Linked DNA regions of Gossypium hirsutum: region 1 is linked to region 2. A link is a contact called in public Hi-C data. All regions are on one chromosome and are shown on one strand. Each heading gives the region's core, a stretch centred on a gene start, on an enhancer-like site or on the middle of the called end of the contact. The rest is flanking DNA. Distances are from core to core; before and after follow the strand shown.

What was found. Hi-C and Micro-C count contacts between places; a contact is called where the count stands out from the background.
Region 1: a contact with region 2 is called in a Hi-C map of leaf, with 3 times the contacts expected there. The contact joins the promoter of LOC107897738 here to the promoter of LOC107897058 in region 2. A contact is called at or near these places in 2 of 34 Hi-C or Micro-C datasets (both in leaf).

Annotation. Positions count from the first base shown.
Region 1 is chrA10:26,765,510-26,770,511 of Gossypium_hirsutum_v2.1, forward strand. It overlaps LOC107897738 (60S ribosomal protein L23), which reads left to right and starts at 2,436. Exons shown (of 6, transcript XM_016823301.2): 1 at 2,436-2,842; 2 at 2,912-2,937; 3 at 3,583-3,751; 4 at 3,980-4,264. The coding sequence starts at 3,739.
Region 2 is chrA10:26,082,436-26,087,971 of Gossypium_hirsutum_v2.1, forward strand. It overlaps LOC107897058 (plasmodesmata-located protein 2), which reads right to left and starts at 1,542. Exons shown (of 3, transcript XM_016822396.2): 1 at 264-1,542; 2 at 69-185. The coding sequence starts at 1,050.

The DNA.
Region 1 (5,002 bases), core at 1,186-3,685, 680 kb after region 2:
AAAATGAGCTCGATAGTATAGTGACGATCCTCGACTATCCCCGAGCCTTTAGTGGCTACGATAACTGTAAAACAGGCAGAAATCACATAGAGTAAGCTACAAAGAGCTTAATAAGCCAAATACAATTGGTTTAACTACTAAAGCATATAAGTACAATTCAACCATAAAGATTCATAGCCATTTCATAGAATAATTCATAAGCTTAACAGTGCTCCTTTGTTTGCATTTATGTCATGCTTCATTTCCAAATTCCATACATATTTCACAAAGATAGAGTCTTTCATATTCAGAATTTTAGTACGATTCATACGTTCCTGTATAGGTTATACATTTCATAAACTCATTCTCATATTTGTACTCTTTCATCAGACAGTTCAGAAACGATACAGATACTCGTAAACAAGTACAACATCGACGTCTCGGACGTGGTCTTACATGTAATTCAATATCGATGCCTCTGTCCCAGACAAGGTCTTATACAAAATCAGATACGATGCCGATGTCCCACACATGGTCTTATACGTAAATCTCAATCGAGGCCTATGTCCCAGACACGGTCTTACACGATATCTCAGATAGTTGTCAATGTTCCTTTAGAAGTATACAGAGCTTTTCAAACACCAACATATTAACAGAATTTACTCAAAAGGTATTCATCAGGCTCTCAAGGCCATCCAATACAAATTAAAGTTTGTATATGTAGAATTTAATCAGTTTAACACGTAATTGTAATTTGACTTACCTCGTACGGATTTCAGATTGAATGAGTCGACAATTCAACTATTTTTGGACTTCCCTCGATCTAAGTCTGATTTTCTTTGTTCTTGATCTAATACAATTCAAATTCAACCATTCAATCATTCATTTCACTCAAAATAATCCATGAACACATATTTAGGGCACTTTTCATTTTAGCCCTTACATTTTCACACTTTGACAATTTAGTCTATTTTTCACAAAATCACAAATATGCAAAAATTCACCAAGACTATAGCTTGGCCGAATATACATGGTTTCCATACAAGCCCAAATAACATATTTACTTCACAATTTAGTATTTCAAAACCTCATTTTCAAAAATTAACCCAAATAGCTCTATTTCATCAAAATTTCAAAGACAAAATTTATAAGTCATCTACCAAGCCTTTATGATTCATTCAAAAACATCACAAAACTCATGATATCAACAATGGCATTTCATGAAATCTTTAACAGAAACAGAAATTCAGACATGGGCTCTGAAGAACACGAAACAACGATCACAGAAACGTAGAAATTATTAAAAACGGTCAAAAATTCATACCTTAATCAAGATGAACAAGGGCCGAACCTTAAATAAGCTTATTTCTTTCTTTTTTCCTTTAATTTTCGGCAAGAACAACCTATTATGGACACATTTCATGTTTATATTAAAAATGTTTGTTTTTATTTAATATATCATTTATACGCTTTTTACCTTTTTAACATTGTTAATAAAACATTAATTTCCATCCACTAATGTCAATAATTGTCCATATCATATAACAATGGTCTAATTGCATCTTAAAGACCTCATATTTAACAAGACAAATCAATTAGGCACTTAATCAAATAGAAAGCTACTTTTGCATTCACTTCGATTAAGTCCTTTTTCATAATTAAGCATAGAAACAGACAAATTAAATCACAGAAATTTCGCAGATATAAATTCACATGTCACAGACACAGAATCAGTATATCCGATAGGAATAAGATCTCTTCCAAAATACACAAGCATATAATCCCTCATTCTCCATAAATACTTGAGTATATCCTTAATTGCTTACTAGTGTCTTGGACCGGGATTCGTCTGATATCGACTCATCAACCCTACTACCAAATAGATATATGGACGTATGCATAACATAACATACATGAGACTTCCTATTGCAAAAGCATAAAGAACATTTCTCATATTTTCTAGATGTGTGCATAACAGATATTTGAGCCCAAAACGTTAAATTTGATTTAATTCAAGTTTAATTGTTAATTTTAAAAGTTCACAAAATCCTTAATTTATTGACTTATTTACATTTGATGAATTTACTTGAAAAAGATCACAAATAATAAAGTCTTTTTTAAGTTTGATTAAATTTAGGTTTAACTGAATTCATTTTATAAAATCAATTATGGGCTTGTTTTTGGACCTTTTGAAAGGGAGTTGATTTTAAATCAAAACTAAGTTTGGGCCTTTTTCACCATCATTCTCTTAGATCATTTATTGGGGTTCCCAACTCCATTATTACCATCACTAGTTCATCCATTTGATTAAAACGAATTTTATAATTTAAATTTAATATTTATATTTTTTATATTTAATTTTTTAACACTAAATTTTTTTAGTATTTGATTTTTTCAGTTTATCAAACAACATCAAAGTTAAAAATAATAATAATAATGAAGCCATAACTTGGGGACTCCATTCGTGAATCCGAACGGTAAGGGGGGAGGCGTCGTTGAGAAGAATATACCAAAAATTGTGGCTCGTTGGATGATGGAGCTCGAAAAGCGTGAAGATTAAAAAGCTTTTAGGTTGATTTTGAGATTTTTTTAGAAGTTCTTTTAGAAAATTAGAGGGAACTTGAGGAGAGGAGATAGAGAGGAGCATTTTGGTGCGATGGTGTGCTAGTGACAGAACCGTAGTGAGGCGGTGTGAAGGCGGCAACTAGGGCTACTAGAAGAAGAAAAAGGAGAAAAAAGAAGAGAGAAAATAAAAGGAAAAAGAAAAAGGGCAAATTGTTAAAGAAAAAACTTTTGGCAGTTTCTACACGAGAAAAGGGAAGACAGAGGAAATTCCAGCATTAGTCCATCAACCTTTTTGGAGGTAAACCGCACTTTAGGCCCTGTAATTTTAAGTTTCTTCTCTAACTTTTTTTGTTTGTTTGCATTTCAGGGAAACGGGTTAGATGGTACACGCGGGTAGCTCGGTGCATTCTTACCATTTTTAGCTATTTTAATTCTCTATTTAATATCTAATTTTAATTTAGATCTGAGAAAATTAAAATTGCTTTTTAGAAACAAAAGAAAAAAGTATCGACAATGTATTTGACGGAATGTGGTAGTGTTTCCGTTGAGGCATTAAATTTTATTATAATTTCAAAACTAAAAATTAGAATATTTAGTTGAATTTTTTTGTGTATATATATATTTTTAAACGAGGTAATATCTTCGAATTAATTTGATCAATGATTCAATCATATTTTTAGTATTTTCGTGAACACTGGGAAATATTAAAAAATTATTTTTATTTAAAATTAATGCACTAAAAAATTAATTATTTTTATCTATAAATAATATGAGGGATCATGATTTATTATAAAAGAATTAAACATAATATTTTCAACGTTACATTTGTAAGTAGTTATCTATCTACTTATTTATCATATTAGCAGTTTTTAAAAAATTATATATTAAGTAAAATTTTAATATTATTATTATTAATCACCATTAAAAAAATTAAATGTTCTCAATAAAATATATATTTTTAATAATTTATCAAAGACATTCTAAAATTGATTTTACTATTTATTAATCAAATATAATTGAATTTCTCAAATCTATTAGGTGGATGCCCAAGGTTATGGGCAGGCCCAATTTCATGCCCATCGGGAACAGTTCAGTCACCTGAAATGCAAAACCCAAAGAAACCCTAACTACACCATCTATATAAAGCTCAAATCTCCCTAGTCCTTGCTTTCTGTTTCTCTCCAGCCGTCGAAAATGTCGAAGCGAGGTTAGTTTGTATATTTCTCTCTTTCCGTTTGTTTCCCGAGAAAAAAAAAAGAGCAAGCCAAATGAAGACAAGATCCACCTTTTATATTTTCTTTCATAATTCTATAAACAAAACCCAGATTTTATTTATTTTGTTTTCTTTATTTCCTACAGAAATCTCTTTGTTTGGGGTATTGTTTATGTCTCATAAGCTGTTTGATAGTTGATAAAGTTGTGATATTTTTATTAGGGCGTGGAGGTTCAGCTGGTAACAAGTTTAGGATGTCACTGGGTCTGCCAGTGGCAGCTACAGTGAACTGTGCTGATAACACTGGCGCTAAGAACTTATACATCATTTCGGTGAAGGGAATCAAGGGCCGTCTTAACCGATTGCCATCAGCTTGTGTTGGAGATATGGTAATGGCTACTGTCAAGAAAGGGAAGCCTGATCTTAGGAAGAAGGTCTTGCCTGCTGTCATTGTGAGACAGCGCAAGCCCTGGCGCAGAAAGGATGGTGTTTACATGTACTTTGAAGGTAGACTTTCGTGTGGATTTCTTGATTTATAGATTGTTTGTAGTTCCATTTCGTTGTAAAAGGACTTGAATATAGTAATCTATTGATAGTTGTTTATGTTTCATAGTTAGGGTGTGTAGAAGGTACCCTTGGTTTGCAAATCATAAAATATGTTTAAGCAGTTTACTAGTGAACCAGTGTTGTTATATTTATGTAGTTCCATTACATTGCAAGGGGGCTTGAATTTGGTGATCTATTTATGGTTGTTTATACTCCATAATTTTGTTTAGGGTGGATGTAATTGTTTGATGTTATAGGTATGCAAGTCATGCCTGTTTACTGGTTAACTGGTGTTGTGATGTGCACATTATCTTAGCGTTCAATTATTTTATTGAGTGAGATTTCTTGTGTTTGGAATCTCCCTTTTTGCAGTTTGAAACATTGTTTCCTCATCCATGGAGTCTCCCTTTGTATTTCTTGCCTCTTTTTTTGTTGTTGTTTGATATGTTGGTGATGTGGTGTGGAGAATTTATATGTTCAGGGTCTCTCTATACCTTCCATAGCCAGCTAAATTGACGTACCAGCCTTACCCCAATACCAGGTGGTAACCATTGTTATCATCCCTGTCCAGGTTGGGACATTTTCGATGTAAAATGTTCTTATTATGATCGTCTCTCTATCCCCTTATGGTTGCATGTTTAGTTAAAATAATGTTGTATTGCAAGACATAAGTCTCGTAGCTACTTAAATGTCATGGTT
Region 2 (5,536 bases), core at 292-2,791:
AACATTTGAAAGCATAAATAGAGAATACAGTATATAGATCAATTTGTGTGTATTACAGAAATACATACCGTCATGTTTTTTCTTCATCACACCCCTTGCAAACATCAACAAAATGACAAGGAATCCAACACTTGCTGCTCCTCCTAATATTATAGCCACTGTCTTCCCTGTATTTTGCCCTGTTCCTACATCAATCAAACACATGATTTATTCAACCATTCTGAAGTCTTTAATCTGAAAAAGGATTCAATTTCATACAATACCTGATGAAGATGAAGAAGAATGTGGATATGAAGAAGAAGATGATCTTCTAGGGACCCCATTAGGATAATAGTTGTAACTGATAAAGCATTTGTGAAGATAGATTTGACCTGAGATGGAACTCCCACACTCCACTTGAGCTCTTTGAACAGCACTCTTTACGCACTCACCACAATCTGAATCCCCCACATCTCCTTCACATTGCCCCAAAAGATAAACAGATTGGTAATTTGTGGTGTAAAAACCATGGTTGCTAATCACCCCACTTTCCAACACTGAAAAGGCAGTGTCCCTCCTCTCTTCAAACCCAGTCCCAGCAACATTTGTAGCACCACAAGTCTTGAACAACATCTCCATGCCAGAGATTTGAGCAAACCCAGCAACTTCATACAACATGTAGCAACCATAAAGTTGGATTCTTGCAGCTAAAGTTTTGCCACAAAGTTTGTCGGCTAAAGTTGGGAGCCTGCTGGCACAGCTGTAACAATCACTGTTACTGAGATCTCCCCTACATTGAAAAAGACCAGTGATTGTGGTTTGGCCAGTACCCGTTGTTGTCTTGTAAAACTTTACCTTCATGGACTGTGAAAGCAAGGTCTGAAACAAGGCAGACAAGGCCTGGGAGTATATCCCAGCTGGATCTGTGAAAGACTGCTTAGCACAACCTTTGTAGACCAAAGTTGTGTAATCAGGGGCTGATTCAACAAGAGGGTAAAGTTCAAGATTGGTAAAGAAAACAAGAAATGAGAGGAAAAGGAAGAAGGGTTTTGAAGAAAAACCAAAACCCATTTGTTTGGGGTGGGTTTTTGGGATCAAATCATGGTATGTTTTTTGCAGATTTGGTAGGGATCTAAATGAGCTGAGTGGGTTTTCCCAGATTCACCGTTCGGGGTAGGGGTTTTGAGAGTTTTCTACCTTTACTTTTCTCTCAATGGCCTACCTCTGGAGCCGTGCAAATAAAATGAGAGATGGAGAGACAAAGGTTTATCTTTCGCTATTAACGAGACGAGAGAGATAACACTGCACCAAAGAAAATGATAAAATAAAGAAATATATTTTTTTAAATGGGAATGCTTGGGAATGCTTGGAACAGATTTAATTAAAACTAAAACAACTCTCTTTAATATTTTCAGGAGAATGAGAACAAAATCACATTAAAATAAAGTTGAGAAGTCGAAGTAATATTTTCTTCTTTAAAAGATCGCAAGGACTAATTATAAATGAATGTGATTTTGTGAGAGGTAATATGTAAGTACCTCAAGTTTGACTCAAGCTTGTCACACTTGACAACAGCTTTGAAACTAGTTTTTAAGTTTTAGAATTAATATTTAATATAATCTTAAAAAATATCACACATTTTTAACTTTTTTTTTTGTTATTTAAAATATGTACACTTTAATCTATTATTATTACTACTACTATCATCATCATCATCATCATCATCATCATCTCATTTCATTATTAGAATAAAATCTCTCATTCGTTATTATTTTAATCTCATCATAATTAGTCCTATTGTTTTTTTTTAAAGAATCCTGATTTGGTAATAGAGATGTCAAGGGCAATGCGGTGCCCATGAGTCTTCTTCTTCTTCTTCTTCTTTATAACATAGCAAATGCAAAGTTAGGGGCAACTAAATAACATTTTATAGGCAATCACTTGTTGTGCCATTCGATTGACTTGGCATTATAACGAAGGCCAATTTGAATACACTGGATAGATAGTTGTTCTAGTAGTTGCTAAATATTCGTTAATAAAGGCTTAAACTTCCAACTTACTATCACTTTGTTCTCAAAGATAGCCTTCTATTTCTTATTCATGCTTTAGCAAATGCAACCACACTGAGTCGAGCTTGACAATCGTAGAAGGATCACACGAACAATGAGAAGTTGAAAATGTAGCTTTGTATCCTCGGCTAACATTACTATACAATTTTCATAGCCATATTGTGCAATAGCCGCTCTGTCACACCTCGAAATGTTAAATTTAAGTTGGAATAGTGACTTTGGTTACTGAAAAAGTTACAAATTGAATGGGCTCTAATGCAAAAATGACGGATTTATGGGCTGGTTGTGGAAATATTGGATTTCAACCTTTAGTTCGATTATGCTTGAACTAAAGATTTCTTCGTGGAAGACATGATGGTTATGGGTATGTACACTTGGCTATTGAATTGGTATGGGTGAAGAAAGTGCAGAAGTATTATATAAGGGAGAGACATTGTTCTCCAGGCTGTTCTTTCATTTTTTTTTATCTTCCTTTCATCATTTTCTCTAGTTTGTTTTGGAAGAAAGAAGGATTAAGGAGCATTATGCATAGAGGAAGAGACTAAAGTTTGATTCTAAGAAACTGGAAATTTTGCAAGCTGGTAAACTTCCTAACCTCTCCATATTAACGGATTTAAGGAAAGGAAAGAAAGTTAAGGATTTTAGTTTTCCATCGATTATGTTTTGTTTTGGTTAAAGATAATCATTTAAATGGCCTTTACATGCAAACAAGTATGGTTCTTATGATGATGAATTATCTTCATTAGAAATTATGAAATAGTTGTTATGTTCTGTAAGTTGGAGGCTCAAGTAGCTGAAAAAACTAAGTAGATGGATTTGGCGTTGACCTCCAAGTGAGTTCTAAAACTCAAGTCTTAGATGGTTATTAATTTATTTTCAATATCATGTGCTGGGCATGTTTAGTTGATTGTTGTACAAATGATGCGTTTCCTATGGCTGAATGTTGTGTAAATAATGAGTTACTCTTTAACTGAATATTGATGTATTGTGAGGCTTGTTATGTTGACATAAAAATGCATGAAACGTTTGGCGTAATGTGTATGGTGCATAAATAATTGAAACAATTCGTTTTCAATAGTGTAACAGCCTATTTTTAGTGAAATCAGAATAGTGGTTTTGAGACCACAAATATGATGAAAAAATTATTTTTTATTATTATTTTAATGTCTACGATATATTAGTAGAGTCGTATAAAAATTTCATTAAGAAATTTTGACATTTGCATGCTTAATTATGTGGAAAGGACTAAATCGTAAAAGGTGTAAAATAAGAGTTCTATAAGTTAAAGGTATCAATAAGCTAATGAAATTTTAAAGTAAGGGGATTTATATGGTTATTAGACCATTATTATTATTAGTGGACATTTTTGGACATAAAACTAAGTGATTATAAGGTTAATTAACAAGGTTAATTTAGTAAATTAATAAATATGTTAAAGTAAAATGAAGAAACAATTGATATCATCTTTTTAGTTTATCTTCTCCACAGAAAATAGGGCTAGAAAATGTCATTAAAGAAGCTTGATGGTTCGACCATTGATAATCTCTTGTATGTAAGTCCGTTTTGAGTCCGTTATTCGAAAATTTTATGTTTTTAAGATTGTTGTAACTTAGTTTATCTAGCCCAGGGTGATTTTATCAAATTTTTGAAAAATTTCCATCAATATTTTTGAAGCTTTTTAATTGTAATTGGTTTGGTTTGAAGCTTGATGGTGATTTTAGGCTAGTTTGTAAAATGATTTTATATAGTTTTTATGTTTAGGGATTAAATTAAAAATAAATTAAATATGTCATGTTTTTCTTGTGAAATATCAACATGTGAGGACTATTTTGGGGTATTAATGAGTTTGACACAAAGAGTTTAGGGACTAATTGTGGAAATAAATTTGTTTCGATTTTAGGGATTAAATTGAATAAAGTGTAAAAATTCAGGAAAAAAATATAAAATGAAATTTAAAGGTCATATGCATAGAAATGAGTTTGATAATGTATTTGAATTTGATAAACTGAATTTAATCATTATATAGATCAAGAATTAAATCGTACGAGGGATAACTGGGGAAAAGGGAAAATCGCGGATTAGTCCCTACAAGTCAATCGATAACATATCTTAGGTAAGTTCATATAAATAAATATATGTATTTATTTATAACTTGTGCTAATATGTTTTAGGTCAATTGTATTTGATGTTAAATTTCGATATTAAGTTGTAAATTTTAAAATGCTTATAATTAAGTACAAGTGAGAAAATGGATATTCAATAATTGATTATTATTTGCGATAATATGGTTATATGATATTGAAATGAAATTAACTGATTGAAAGCATGTGTACTAGTGTGTTTTTGGAAGTACCTCTAAATTATAATTGTAATAAACTCTGTTAAAATGTTCGTTTGAACATAGTAAACGATTAGGATACGATTGGCATGCCAATAAGGTTAGAACGCGCGTTTGTACAAGATTGCATTTCGATTCCTCTATTAGCATTTCAATGCTCTCTAGTGTGATTTGGAGTACCCGAGTATCCGATTCATGTTACTATAGTTCATCAGGCTATGAAAATATGTGACTAAGGTTAAATTTATTTGATAATTATAGTGTATATTTGTTTGAAGGTTGTATAAAAAATGATTATTCAAATATATTTCATTATGGTATTGATGTGATGAAATGTAGAGATATGTATAATTATGTGAATTGATTTGGTTTGAACCATTGTGGAATATGAAGCATATAATGAGCTAATTGTGTAATGATCATATGTGTTCTCGTAAATGATTGTTAGATTTAATTAAACTAAGTTATGTTAGTTTTCATATCGTTTAAGTGAGTTAAGTTGAATTGAATTTTAGCTATGAACTTACTAACCTATTTAAGCTTACTCTGTTTATTCTTATTTTCTATACTTAACGCTTTGCGGAACTAGTCAGACGGATGAACTTCAGAGCTCACACTATCAAGCTTCTAGTTCAGTAGTTTTGATTTCTTATTTCAATTTTGTGGCATGTCTATAGGATTTGAAGTTGATAAACTTAAAGTTCTAGTTGGATTTGTAATGTGGTTAAGTTGGTTATAATGTTAAATTTCATGTTTTACGTTAAACTTGTGATGAATGTGATTGTGGAACATCCTTTTGATTTTATTTTGAAAGACAATGATTTGTGTTATTTGGTTTGTGAACATGATTTTGGTATTTGGTATCATAGAAATCCTACGTTTCTATTTGATGTCTTTTTTTGTGAATTATTGTTGAAATGGTCTTTTTGGATTTGGTAACTCGTGAAATTAGAATGAAGTATGTTTACATTTGATAGTTTGACATGAATTAATGAATTTTGGTATACGACATATAGAAGTTGGTTGATGATTGAATGAGTTTAAATAGTTGATAATGTTTTGGTTTGAATAATTGTTGTTTATATTTGAATTATGGTGTCAATGATGGGGTATTGGTTAGGCACTTAGGTTGATTATGAATTGGTATATT